2 separate regions of the Mus musculus genome follow, and region 1 is linked to region 2. The links are chromatin contacts, called in public HiChIP or PLAC-seq maps. All regions are on one chromosome and are shown on one strand. The core of a region is the stretch at or near the end of the contact, and the rest is flanking DNA. Distances in the headings are between cores, read along the strand shown.

What was found. HiChIP or PLAC-seq counts read pairs in DNA pulled down with a chosen protein or histone mark.
Region 1: a contact with region 2 is called in an H3K27ac HiChIP or PLAC-seq map of T-cell acute lymphoblastic leukemia, with 4 times the contacts expected there. The contact joins two enhancer-like sites. A contact is called at or near these places in 51 of 484 Hi-C or Micro-C datasets (the AtT-20 cell line, B cells, ECoMG myeloid progenitors and 15 more), 8 of 115 datasets of contacts at active chromatin or transcription factors (the HPC-7 cell line, T-cell acute lymphoblastic leukemia, embryonic stem cells and 5 more) and 3 of 9 other capture datasets (adipose tissue, liver and pancreatic islet).

The regions. Positions count from the first base shown.
Region 1 is chr1:191,525,960-191,532,926 of GRCm38.p6, forward strand. No RefSeq gene overlaps it. Among named protein-coding and RNA genes, the nearest start is that of Gm32334, 42 kb to the left of the region's middle. Within about 2 kb of position 5,277, at least 14 of the 459 cell types and tissues checked have an H3K27ac peak or open chromatin away from gene starts, as enhancers often do. A contact at or near this core is called in T-cell acute lymphoblastic leukemia, where this site is marked.
Region 2 is chr1:191,359,213-191,366,899 of GRCm38.p6, forward strand. It overlaps Ppp2r5a (protein phosphatase 2, regulatory subunit B', alpha), which reads right to left. Exons shown (of 13, transcript NM_144880.4): 4 at 3,037-3,129. Among named protein-coding and RNA genes, the nearest start is that of Ppp2r5a, 34 kb to the right of the region's middle. Within about 2 kb of position 4,114, at least 7 of the 459 cell types and tissues checked have an H3K27ac peak or open chromatin away from gene starts, as enhancers often do. A contact at or near this core is called in T-cell acute lymphoblastic leukemia, where this site is marked.

The DNA.
Region 1 (6,967 bases), core at 4,027-6,526, 170 kb after region 2:
TCTCTGTCTCTCTCTCTCTGTGGTTTAGTATTCACACACATGAATGTGGAAGCCAGAAACCGATGTCAGGTGTCTTTCTTTATCCCTTTTCTCATTTGGAGACAGGTTTCTCACTGAACCTGGAACTCACTGAGGGTCTAGAGGCTGGGCAATAAGCTCTGAGATCCTGCTGTCTCTACCTTCCCCAGTGCTGGGATTACAGGTGGATGCCACTACACCTTGCTTTTGAAGAGGGTGTTGGGATCTGAACTCAGGCCCTTAAGCTTGCACGGCAAGCACATTACCCCCGAGCCATCTCCTAGCCCCGTAGATTGTCTTTGCACCCTTTATACAGATGAGCTGTCTCAGCTTAACAGTTTACATTCATTGGATTTTCCATTCATGCCTCATCTTTTGGTGTCTTTTCTTTATCCCCAGAACCCAGAGGTTTTTCTCTTGTACCTTTTTTCTGAAAGTTTTATAATTTTGCACTTAACCCATAAGTCCATGAACCATAACAAATACATGCAAATTAGGCTTTAATTTCAGACCAGGTAAAGTTATTTTTCCAGAGTTGAAAACCCTATTGTACCAGCCGGGCGTGGTGGTGCACGCCTTTAATCCCAGCACTCAGGAGGCAGAGGCAGGCAGATTTCTGAGTTCGAGGCCAGCCTGGTCTACAAAGTGAGTTCCAGGACAGCCAGAGCTGTACAGAGAAATCCTGTCTTGAAAAACAAAAAAAACAAAACAAAAAAAAAAAACAAAAAAAAAAAAACAAAACAAAAGAAAACCCTATTGTTAGCAGGGCATAATGGCACTCATGTTTAATCCCAGGACTTGGGAGGCAAAGGCTGGTGGATCTCTGAGTTCAATGTCATCCTGGTCTACAGAGCACAGAGCTAATTCCATGACAGCCTGGGATACACAGGAAAACCATCTCACTTCCTACCCTGCCCTTAAAACAAGCCTAGTGGTTGGCTTTCTTTTGAAAGGGCTGGTACTATCCTGGGTACTGTTGGTTAAGGCTGCCTGTTTCTGGCTAGGCAGTGGTGACACACACCTTTAATCCCAGCACTTATGAGGCAGAGGCAGGTGGATCTCTGAGTTTGAGGTCAGCCTGGTCTACAGAGCTAACTCCAGGACAGTCAGAGCTACACAAGAAACCCTGTGTAGAAAATGAAAACAAACAAAACACCCCCACACCCCCTCCCCTGGTTACACACACACACACACACACACACACACACACACACACACACGAACACAAGAGTGTCTGCATCTGGCGAGCTGTGACTGCTGGATGAGTGCTTCTGAGTGAGAGCCAGCACTGCAGTGACCAGTGAGTCAGCCCAGACACCAACTGCTAATTCATCCTGCCTGCTTGGTGCCATGGCAACGCTTCCTAGTAGATATCACAGAAATGTCTGTACTTCATAACTATGCATTTATGCCCTTCCTGCAGACACCCTGACTTCTGACTTTCTAATCTCTCTGCCAACTCCTTGATCCTATCTGTGAATTTCTCCTTTAAAAAATATTTATGTGTATGTGTGTTTGTCTGTATGAGTTTATGTGTACCACATAAATGCAAGAGCCCACAGAGACCAGAAGAGGACAATGGGTTTACAGGAACTGGAGTTACAGGCAAGTGTGCATCATTGTGTAAGCGCTGGGAACAGAACCTGGATCCTCTGAAAGGGAAGCCACAGTCAGTGCTCTTAACCTCTGAACCATCTCCTTGGCTTCTGCTTCTTTAACTCCCTGTGATTTCTCTTTCCTTGTCAATGAATGATAGGCACATGGTGCCTCAGATGTCCCTCACCCTGCCTTCCAGGGTCATCTTGAAATGGGTTATAACCAGCATCAGTCCACTTGAGACTTAATCCCATTTGCGGCTGTCTCCTCCTCCTGCTCTCCCAAGGAGCTCTTTCAGGATCCTCAGAGACCATCCACGTCAGCCCCGGTGGCAGGTAAGGGAGAAGCAGTGTAGCTTTGGGTGTCTGGAAGTGTCACTGCTTTTTCCAGTCTAGCCTCAAAGCCAACACTGCATAGCTATGCACTCAGTTGGTGAAAGCCATGATAACTGTGGTTAAAAGAGAATGGAATTCAACTTTGCCTTTAATGTGGGAGAGCAGACTGTGGAAGAGTATGTGAAGTTGGCAGTGCTGAGCCTCCTCTGGAAGAAAGACACCATCTATCACAAGGTCTCTCTATTCTGGCGAGCCAGAACTTTAATGTTTCCAGCCAGAGTTGGGTTCTAAGGTTTTTCAGATTGTTTTCAGTGTTGTTTCTTCGGTGGTTGCTCTCTGGCTGTGTGTGGAGTTTTTACCCTGTGCATACACAGCCTGGCACTCAGCCATATGCAATGTGTTATACGGGGCTCTTTCTCCTTTTTGGCATTTTATCTAGAAATTTCCAGATGACCTGGTTTCCCTAAACTCCAGTTTCTTGTTTCTCAAACTCAGCAAGGCTTCTGGTGTGTTTGCATTCTCCATTCTGGGGCTGTTATGTGAGAGTCACCTCCACAGCTGCATGCTCACGTCATCTGGCTCCTCCCCTTGGCTTACTTATCTGTGCTGCTTCTTGTACAATATTTGAAAATCTCTGCTTGGTCTCCTTGACTCACTCTCACAGCTGTTTATGAGAGAGTGAGTTCTGTATCTGTTATTCCTTTGTTGATAGAAGCAGAGCTGGACTTGTGGAGGTGGCCTGGAAGAATCTGATTATGATTAAGAATCTGGATTTGGTCTGTGACAAAGAGAAATACATTGGAGACTGACTAAGTGTTTGGCCTAACATTTGGAAGGTGGCATTACTATTAACCAAGACTAGATCAGCTTTTTATTAAATTTAATTAATTAATTAGGTTTGTTTGTTTGTTTGTTTGTTTTTGTTTTTTTTTTGAGACAGGGTTTCGAGACAGGCTGTCCTGGAACTCACTTTGTAGACCAGGCTGGGATTAAAGGCATGCACCACCACGCCCAACTAATTAAGGTTTTTTTAAGATGGAGTTGTTTGTGTGTGTGTGTGTGTGTGTGTGTGTGTGTGTGTGTGTGTGTGTGTAATAGCCTTGGGTGTCCTACAACTCACTTTGTAGACCAGGCTGGTCTTGAACTTACAGAGATCTGCCTGCCTCTGCCTCCCAGTGCTGGGATTAAAGGCATGCACCACCACCACACCTGGCTTTTATTTATTTTTAATTTTTAGGTTTTTTTTTGTGGATCAGCATTATAAAGGTTTAATTTTAAGCATGTTAAATTGGAGAGGCCTGCTGAATGCCCAGATGGACATGCTAACATTGCTGTTGGATACATAAGCCAGGAGTTCAGTTTAGAAGTCAGATTACAAACACAAAATTCAAGAGTTGTCTGGGCATAGATGGTGCATGGAGCCCAAGCCTATTTAAGATTACTAGGGAAGTAAGGCTAAGCAGAAAAGAGATGCTGAAGAAATCTCAAATTGTGTCATCCCCCATCCAACCATTCTATCTGTGCAATCAGCCTGCACTGGTACTGATCTCTGCTGGCCTGTCACTTCCCATGGCCATCTGGATCTAGGCCGACTCAGAAATTTCTTTAACCAGCAAACAGCCACAGAATCTTCTGGAATCACTTAAGTTTCACCTGGCTCCAGCAGATGGGCTCTTCTGCCAAAACACAGGACGGGAATAAGACAAATGGCCTATAACTTCTGGAGTGAGCTGTACCTTGGCCAGAACCCCTTGGCAGTCCATGGTGTTGCTCATGCAGGGGACTGAGAAGAGGAAAGACCAGACCTATTGCCCTGGGCCAAATGAGTCATGCTCTTTGATTCTGATACTACCCTTGGCAATGTTACTCTGGTTGCCCCCACATTATTTTTCAAAAGATCAAGTGTACATTCCAGACATCCCTAGTTTCCCTATGGAAATTAGTGATTTGACCGTAACTACTAATATTAGCATATTTAAAAATTACATGCATGAGCCAGGCATGGTGGCGCTTGTCTTTAATTCCAGCACTTGGGAGGCATGGGCAGGCAGATCTCTGAGTTCCAGGCCAGCCTGGTCTACAAAGTGAGTTTTAGGATAGCCAGGGCTGTTACAGAGACAATCTTTCTAAAAACAAAAGCAAAATCTCGCTTACATATTTTGTGTGTGTTTGTGTTGTGTGTGTGTGTGTGTGTGTGTGTGTGCAGTAGCTTCTTTCCTCACCATATGAACCCTGGGGCTTGAAGTCAGATTTTCACAGTTGATGGTAAGCACCCTTACCCTCTGAACTACCTCACTAGTCTTATTAGCATTGTTCAGTTACATGCAAGAACTGTTACACAAATATTCCTCATGAAGTTAAAATATTAAAAACTACCTACATATCAGTGGTCAGGGTTGACTAGTAGGTTATGGTATATTTATAATGGGTACTCACTAAAATAATTCTGTAGATTGAGGGAGGCTTTGGGATATCTATTTGATAAATACATGAACATTTTGATGGTCGGTTAAGTACTTAGGGAGCTACAAGTATGGACAGACTTGGGGGCTTCTTCTGGTGAGCTCCAAGAATGACAAGGGGAAGGATAAGCCTGGGCAAGGGTGGCCAGCGGGACAGGATCGAAAGTCACAGAAGACACTGAAGATCTTATCACTAAGAAAGGAATGGCCATTCAGCCATTCAGTAGTGTCAACGCTGACGACTGAGGACTATTGGATGACTGACCTCAGAATCCAGATGACCATTACAAGACCAGTCTCAGGAGAGCACCTGCCAGATGCCAGGATGCTGAGGACTGAGTCGGTGGGAGAGCATAGCCAGGTAGCTGGGGAACTATTTTGAGTAGTCAGAGTGAGCAGAGATCAAGAAAGGCACACACATGGAAAAAATGTATGTTCACAACTTGTGTGTGTGTGAAGGTAGTGTCTTTAAAGAACCACTAGGTGAATCCAATAAAGGGGGCGGGGGAGCAAAAGGGACTCTGCAGAGGTGGGCTTGTACAAGATGGGAGGGGATGGTTTGAAAATGGAATTGGTCTCAACTTGACTGTTTCCACTGCAGCAGGAAGCCAGGATCAAGTGGGTGGGTTTAAGCTTTTGGAAACACAGGGAAAACTCACAAAGGCTGACTCTCTGTGGATAGTGAGGGGGGGTGGAAGGATCAGAGATCTTACAGAGTGGAGGGTGGAGTCTGCTGTAGACAGCAGGTACATGGAGCAGGGATATGAACATTTCTGCCACGAAGGGTCCCCTCTGGCTAGAGGTGAGGCTTTCTCAAGGAGCCTGGTTGCCTGGGTGCAGGCAGGAAGCAGGTAATTTGCTTCATCTCAGGAGGGGAAGTGTTAAGTCACCAGGAGTGACTGAAGCTTCTCTTCTCTGCTCAAAGGTCTGGGTAAATGAGAGTAAACAAGTTGGGTTCTTCTGGGGAGGCAGAGACAGGGAACAGTGGGGAAAGGGGGCTTTTCTGTCTCCACTAAGCAGTTTTTCCCTTTAACTCACTTCCCAATCAATCCCCTGCCTTGGGACCCAGGGAAAGCCACTGAGCTTTGTCATTAAGTACATTTCCCATGTGTCCCAGTTCACACATGCCACCCACCCCTGAAGGCTTGTTAGAAGTGGTCCTTTCTAGCCCATGGGAGGTTTTTACACAGGGATATTTCTTGTGTCATACTCTGCCTATTGCTTAGGAATACCTAGGAGTAGCAGGGGCTGGGACACGGAGCAAGGTCACGGTTAAGGCCAAGTGAGGACAAAGCCTCATTTGACAATTCCATCCCACTTGATACTCCAGGACCAACACTGTCCAGGAAGCAAGTGTCACTTTGCTCTGGCCCTTGGCTTCTGTGAAACTCAAGAGCGTGATATAGATACCCATTTCATTCAGCTCCTAGCTTTTTATCCAAGGAGGACAATCAGGGCCACCAAACTACATCCATGAGTGACCTTCCTAAACTGGCAGCTGGCCCCATGCTGGTGCAGAAAGGGGAGCTCCTGCTGCCCAAGGGAGTGAGAGTGGAACTCTAAATAGAAGGCTTTGGGGGATGCACCAGTTCCAAAAGCACATATCAGACACACCAGGGCCCACAGGAGTAGTGTCTGAACTACTAGTAAGTTATTTTATAGACCTATTTAATTAAATCCTAAAATGCTGCTTTTCAGTAATTCTTAGAAGGGTTGGAGGTGTAGTGTGGTGGCATGTGCAAGGCCCTGGACCCTTCAATCCCAAGCAACATGAGGGCAAGGGAGCATGAGAACTTCAAATCATCCTTGGAAAATTATGTATGTGCATTTTGGAGGAGGTGGGAGGTGCCGAATGACCCTCTGTGACATGTTATGTTTGCCAGCTCCATGTCAACAGCAAGGCCAAAGGCTTGAGTCTGTTTCATCAAGGATTACCTGGGATGCACTGCTAGAGGAAAAGGTCTGCTCTGTAGAATTTACCTTTAGACTTTAAAAGTAAGGAACACTGTTGATAGGAGTGGGAAAAGGCTCAGTCTATGACATTTATATCCGAATCCATGTCTTGGTTCAAAGCGGGGAAGGGGCCAGGTAGCAAGACTGCTGGACAATAGACAAGAGGATGCCACATTCTGTATGGTCCTGTAAATTGGTAACAGGCACCTGAAGTATCCTGGAGGCATGGGCTTGCTGGAACCACAGTGCTACATTTGTCATGGATAGTATTTTGGCACCCATGTGAATGGTAATAAATCTGACTGGCACCAGAAATAACCTGGGGAAAGATGTCACCATGGGAGCAACAGCCTAACCACTGAGTGCAGCTAGCTCGTCAGCTTCTGTATGGGGTAAAGTAGGTGCTCCCGTGGCAAGGGGTGCCTCTACCCTTTACTCTGCTCAAGCTCTCAACAGAACTAGAGAACAGAACTGAACCAGCTCTGCAGGGCTGCTCTTATTTCCTTGAAAAGGTGGTTTCAATAGGGGAGCAGAGCTGGAGGCTGAGTCAGGAAAGGGACAGAGTGTGCTGTGTGAGCAGCCTGGGGCTTGTAGATGTCTTGA
Region 2 (7,687 bases), core at 2,864-5,363:
ACTAAATTCATAATTCTTTGTATTGTTTCAAAGAATATAAACACTTTCTAAAAATATAATTTTTTTAACCTTGCCAGTGACTTTAAAATTCTTTCCTAGAATAATTTTTAGTGTTACGTTTAATGTTTTTTTTAATAAAACTTACTATTTTTATTTATTTATTTTTGAGACCGAGACTCATTATGTAACCCATGCTGGCCTTGAATTTGCAATCTTCCTGCCTCTGCCTTCCAGAGTACTGATATTTGGAGGCCAGGCTGTTCGAAAGTTCCATGGTAAGATTGCCTTGAACATCTCCAAATGCGTAAGAGTCTTCCAGAACTGCACGGACCCTTCTGTTCTAAACTGAGATGCTGGGCATAGCCAGGGAAGGTGGCGAGCTCTTTCTTCATTGTTTCTGTGCAGATTCCAAACCCAAGCAGACATTCTGAGGCACTGATAAGTCACATTCACGTGCCTTAAACAAGCAACTTCCTTGTGGTTTGCACTCATTTTTGGCTAGGTTAAGATACTGCGTGAGGCTCCAGCCAAAAATACCTACAAAGCACTGGTCCAAATGATCATAATTAGGAATGGCTAGCCTTCTCATTTTAGCCTTAAATTCGTGTTTCTGATGTTGGTTTACTTGAGATGGTTTTGTTCAACGCAGACTTAGCTCTAAGGGGGCACGAAGCTCAACAGCAGTTGTTAGCTCTGAGTTTCAAATCTAGACATATTTTGAAGTATTGTAATTAAATAAAACTAATTAGAAATAATATACTCATGCCAGGAAACCTGGTTTTTCTGGCTCTGTTGCCCTCAAACTATTTTTAAGAATAATTCAGTCAAAATCAGAAGGTCCTGTTCCATGGTTCTCAAGCCGTGGGTCACGACCCATTTGGGGATCCCATGATTCACAACAGCAGCAAAATTACAGATATGAAGTACAATAAAATAATTTTATGGCTAGGGGTCACTACAACACAGGGCCGCAGCATTACGAAGGGTGACACTGCTCTAGTTCAAATCCAGACTGTGCCATTTACAAGCTGTGTGGCACTGGATGTGGGCTCTTTTTACAATAAGCATAACATTGATGAAGTATCCAATGACAGGTCTGTGTCACAAAAAACAACGAATATATCTTAGTTTTCTTGGGAGATTATCTTATTTGAACGTAAATTTAAATTATGTAGTATGCCGCCATCCTCCCCACCACCACCCCCGCCCCTGCCCCCAGCTCTTTTAACTTAAATCTCTTCTACTCTTCTGAGTTTTAACTTTCAAAGCTGAGAATTCTCACATGGTAGTTTTCAGAAGCACACCCCACAACCCCGATACCTCCGAGACGCAGCTGTGTGCAGTACACGGAACTGTTGGAATCAGATAGTTAACGGCCTTGGCTTTCCAGATACTTCAGGAGTTTGAGGTAGAAGGCAGGAAACCGTTCCTGCTCTACTGGGCTTCTGTCTCTCCTCAGAGAAGCCCAGCAGTCTAAGTCCCTAGAGCACCAGGTTACTGCAGCACGAATATGCAAGGTCCCCTCAATCTGCTGTCATCAGAGATACAGTCTAAGGTGTGTGGCTTCACAAGAGCCTGAGTACACTCCACAGCAAACCATACAAGAAAGTAAATGTGCGTTTGTTTATCTGCAATTGCCCCAAAGGCCCCGTTGTATTTGGACTGACTTTACCCCTGGTTGATGTGTATGCTGTACTGTTAGCGGACATCTAGTCTTATGTAGTTTTTGAAGGGATAGGCAGGCAGAGATTTACCATATATGAGCCAGAACTGTTCAAAATATGTGGAATATTTTTAAAAAGATTTGTTTATTTTATGTATGTGAGTGCACTGTTGCTCTCTTCAGAAACACCAGAAGATCAGACCCCATTACAGATGGTTGTGAGCCACTATGTGGTTGATGGGAATTGAACTTAGGACCTCTAGAAGAGCAGTCAGCGCTCTTAACCTCTGAGCCACCTCTCCAGCCCCAATATGTGGAATCTTTATCATCCAGAACACCCAGCAGTGGTCTGAAAGGTCTTCACAATGGAGTCAAATTGTTCTCTCAGCATCAGATTCCTAACAAGGTTACACAGTGATTATGGCTTTAAAAGGGAAAATGGAAATAGAATGGTTCACTTGACAGTTCTGTCTAGGGCCAGACAATTTCAAACGACAGAAGAGAGGCTGTTAAGTCTTTAAGGATCTTGACAATGAAAAAAAAAATGGGCACATTCTTAGAAATTAATTGCATGTTAGTGTCCAGAAATAGAAGTAATACCCATTTCTAAAAACCAAGAAGGCATTCATTCCATGTGCTCAGCTATCTCCTCTCAAGGTCCCATTTTATTTTAACTGTGGCTTAAGGAACCTGTGGTGCAAAGGGGGGATGGGATGGGTGGAGACAGGCAGCTGGTGTTCAGATGCTAGGTGTACAGAAAGACATCTACAGCTCAGTCACAATGATTAAAACACGGCAAGTCAAAGTCTTAAATCCCGAACTTTGAGGCACTGCAGAAAGGGCAGTTTGACTAATTTCATTGGGTGCACACTCTGGATATAAAACTCAACTGCTGAAAGCTACTCAGAAGACGAGTGAGCGTGTGTGGGGGCCAGAAGACGGCATCTGACCCTCTAGAATTGGAATTCACAGGCTTTTGTGAGCTGCCAGACTTGGGTGCTGGGAATCGAACAGAGCTTCTGGAACAGCAGCACTTTGACCCCAGTGTCTTGCCAACCTTGGAAGCCGCTTTTACTTTGTCAAGAATAGTCACTGAATATGTTTAAATGACTATCCCCCCCCCTTTTTTTCCATTGCCATTTTGCCTGCATGTATGTCTTTGTGAGGGTGCCAGCCCCTCTGAAATTGGACTCACCAACAGTTGTGAGCTGCCACATGGCTGCTGGGGATTGAACCTGGCTCCTCTAGAAGAACAATCACTGCTCTTAACCCCTGAGCTTTTTCTCCAGACCACTAAATCAATTACTCTTAAAAACAACTAATTACTAAGCCAGTGCGTGGATACAAACATTTGAGATCTAAGAGTCCCTTACCTGTTGGACAAACTTCTGATCAATGTATCGCTTTGCAATGCTGGGCTGGAAATCAGGACTCTCCAAGAATCTCAAGAAGAATTCATACACCAACTGTGCGAGAAGGTAAGTAAAAGCAAAATGCTGTTGATAATATTCTGAATTACAGTTCCAGAAAAACAAACAAACAAAAAAACCAACCACCTTTCTTACTAGCGTGAGTTGGTAACTGTTTCTAAAAACAAAGTTTTAAGGAACCTTTATTTTTACAGTTTAGCTTTTCTCCTGATTGGCTTTTTATCAAATTGACACAAGCTACAATTATCTGGGAAGAGGAAGTCAACTGATAAAAATGTCTCCATCAGATAGCCTGTAGCAATTCTTTGGGGCATGTTCTTGATTAATCTGATCTGGATAGTACCATCTCTGGGCACGTGGTTCCGAGGTGTGTAAGAAAATAAACCGAGCAAGCCAGTAAGCAGTGTTTCTGTGTGGCATTGGCGTCAGTCCCAGTCTCTGGTCCTTAAGTCCTTCCTTGACAGGTGCCCTCTTCTCCTAGACTGTTCTTGGTCATGGCGTTCATCACTAAGCAGTCTCCTGAGCCACAGTCGGTGAGGGTTGTATTTCTGCACCACTCATTGAATGATCGTAATTTATGAGTGCTAGAACCAATTGAAGTTCCCAAGGTATCAAGTTAATGTCCCCCCATCCCCTAGAGTCCCTTAAGCACAGGCTCAGAATAAGAGCGGGCAGTGTGGTCATACCAGTTATAAAAATCAAGTCTTCCTATTAAACTAGGGTAGAGGGTCTAGTAAGGTGGTTCAAGAAGGTAACAGAACTTGCCGCTAACCACTGACCTGAGTACAATTCCCAGGACCCAACTTAGTGGAAAGTAAAAAAAAAAAAAAAAAAAAAAAAAAAAAAAAAAAAAAAAGACTTCCATGGGTTGTCTGTCTGACCTACACATGTGTATACACACACACACACACATAAAAGCAGAACATGAAAATTGAAATGGAAAGCAGTACACCTGGAGAGTAACAAACAACACTGTAGAAGCACAGGCCTGAGAAGGAACTGTACACCACAACAAACAAACCAGATACATGGGTGAGTCTTGTACCAAGAAGTCCCACGCAGCCTGTGTGACAGCACAGTGCACCTTATCACGGCAAGTCAGAACTAAAATAATCAAGGAGAAAGCATGGCTAGTCTTTTAAAATTGTAGTCAGGCCGTGGTGGTGCACACCTTTAATCCCAGCATTCAGAATGCAGAACTCTAAAGGTTCAAGGCCAGCCTGGTCTGCAGAATGAGTTCCAGCACAGCCAGTGGGGTTATACACAGAAACACTTGGGGGAAAAAAAACAAACAACCTAATAGCTATGAAAAGTAAGAAACTGGCCTCAAGGTACAACTTAATTTATAAGCAAACATATCAATTAAGCATCCTAAAAATACAAGAGAGTTAGATCCCAAAGTACAAGGTCACTTAAACATCTGGGGGTCTAGGGAGATAGCTCAATGGGTGAATCTCTTGCCTCACAAGTGTGAGGACTGGAATCTGGATCCTTAGCACCTGTATGAAAAGCCGGACAAGGTATGGATGTGTAGGGGCAGCTCAGCAGCTAGAAGCACCAAAGCTCAGTCTCCAACGCCCACAGTAGGCAACTCACAAGGGCCTGTTAACTCCGGTTTCAGGAACTCTGATGCCCTTTTCTGGTCTTTGTGGGCACCTGCGCACACATACAAAAATACTTTCTTTTTTTTTTTAAATCTAAGCAGGTATGGTGGTCCACTTGTAATCCCAGCACTTTGGAGGCAAAGGCAGGTGGAGCTCTGTGAGTTCAAAGCCTGATCTACATAGTGAGTTCCAGGCCAACTAGGGCTACAAAGTTTAAATGTACCTTACCCACCTGGGCACAGGGAACAAAGTTTGATTGAGAGATACAAAATTTTTAATGTTAATTGTGCATTAAGAACATAATAAAAATAATTTTGCTTTGGGGCACAAACAGGCCCCAGCGTGAGCCTGGAGTGCTCTGTAGAGTTAAACTGTAGCTGTGCTGATAGCACAACTAAGGCCTTCTATCACATAACTTTTCAGAGAACCAGCGAACCCCTTGGGAGACTTACATGACATCAAGCACAAGCCCCAGATCCCTAAAGCAGTATGTGGATGAGTGCTATGCTGTTCATAAGCTGTACACGGTTTGTTTGTTTGTTTGTTTATTTGTTTGTTTGTTTTTTCGAGACTCTCTGTGTAGCCCTGTCTGCCCTGGAACTCACTCTGTAGACCAGGCTGGCCCTGAACTCAGAATTCCACCTGCCTCTGCCTCCCAAGAGCTGGGATTAACGGCGTGTGCCACCACTGCCCAGCGGTTTATTTTTTAAAATTGTATTATTTTACGTGTGGGTGTGGGTGTTTTGCCTGCACCTGTCTGTGCACCATGTACATGTAATACCTAAGGAGGCCAGAAGAGGGAGTCATATCTCCTTGGAACTGGAGCTGTGATGCTGGTTGCTGGGACTCACACCTGGGTCCTCTGTAAAAGCTGTCAGTGTCAACTCTTAACTGCTGAGCCATCTCTTCAGATGCCTAATTTTTAAAATAATTTTCATCTACATAATTTCCCCAACAACAATGCACATGAAATGACTAGTCTAGATGCAAATACCTGCGGTCAGGAGCCAACTCAGCAGCACTGAGGAGAGGTCAAAGGCTACTTATTTAACACATGCTGCCTGAGTATTATAAACAGACGGAAGAAACCCACAGAGCTGAGAGTCTTCATCACAGTGAGACAGACCATCTCCTAGGAATGAAGCTCGTTCCCAGAGCCACTCCACTCCCTCTTCCTACATTATTTCTTCCTGAACCTATCACATCTGACTAAGAATGTTCATTTCTGGGCATGAACCGTAAAACATGCAGGCATTAGAGTCTTAGCGGGGTTGCTTTGTGGTACTTTTTTTTACTCCCAATGTCAGAAACACACAATGGAGGCTTGAGTATTTAATAGCTATATGAAATCACAGTTTTGCCAGGCAGTGGTGGCTCACGCCTTTGATCTCAGCACTTGGGAGGCAGAGGCAGGTGGGTTCTGAGTTCGAGGCCAGCCTGGTCTACAGAGTGAGTTCCAGGACAGCTAGGGCTACACAGAGAAACCGTCTCGAAAAACAAAACAAAACAAACAAAAAATCACAGTTTATAAGACTGTTTCTGAGCATTTACTGAAGTTTCTCTATATCCATATGAAGAATTATAATTTGCCTTTAAGAATCTTAGAACAAAAACAAAAATCTTAGAACACACACCAACAGCTTCAGCATTAATGCAATGGCAGACTTTACATGTGCTGTTACAAGTTTGGCTTGCCAATTGTATACAACAGAGCGCACCCTACACCCCAAAGACAAGAGATACATAGAAGCTGCACTACTCAGTCTTTTGAAACAGTGTCTCATGTAGCCCAGGCTGGTCTTGAACACAAAATTAAAATATAACTGATAATGAGTGTGAACTTTGGAGGCTCTGTGTCACCTTCCTGATGCTGGGGTGTAGGGTACCTCATACAGGGTACAACTCTAACAACGGATCTAGGGCATGTAGTCTACCACGGCATGTACTCTACCAAGCACATACACCACACGCAGCCTCCATTGTGCTACTCAGTTCTGAAAATGCCTTTCCTAAGGTAATCCAATACAGGGCCACCAGAAAACAGGACGGACACTAAAGAATCTCAAAATAAACCTATATAAGCTAGCGAAACTGGAGCCATCTGACCCAGAGAAGACAAGACTGAGTGGCAGTTTTAATGAGTATAGGTATACAAAAGGCCCTTTCCAAGGAATACAGTGACCACGTGCTTTCCAAAGTCTGTTAATAGGAAAGTGATGTGAAGGAATTTTAAACAATTTGTTCCATGAAAGAATTCATAAAGGAGAGCATCTATATATTATACCACATAGTTTATACTACATGTTTAGAACACTGCCTGGGCACAATGAGCAGCAATAGAAGCCCAATTCTCTATGAATCTCTCTCTCTAAACATCTGAGAAAGCAAGACAGAGATTCTGCAAAATACTGAGCAGTTTAAATATGTCCAGCCTGGATGTCTTCTCTCTGCTCTTCCATCCACTGAACAAAACTTAGACACAGCCATGGCAAACTGGACAGAGAAAAGCCTGTAAGGCCTCGACACCACACAGAACTACGAGCATGAAGCTGGGAGTGGGAAATGGGGTGTCCCTCCCCAGGGACAAGCACACCAACTATACAGTGCTAAACCGTCAGCCCTGAAAACATGCATACAAGTAACATACGTACTTAATAACAACTGATGAAAAAGCCATCAGTTTGAAGGACAGTGGGGAAAGGTAGTATATGGGAGGGTCTGGAAGGAAGACACGTTATAATTAAAATACAATCTCAAAGTGAAACAACAAAACATATGCTGGACAGGGCAGCAAACATTTGTATCCCCAGCTACTGAGGAAGCTGAGACAAGAGCTCACCTAAGCCCCAGAGTTCAAATCTAGCCTGGGCAACACTGCAAGCCTCCCCTGCCACACACAGAGGTCAGCAAAGATCATTATAATAGTACCGACTCACAACTAAAAATGTCCTAAACAGATCTCTAAGGTGTACAGAGGCACAACAGGAACC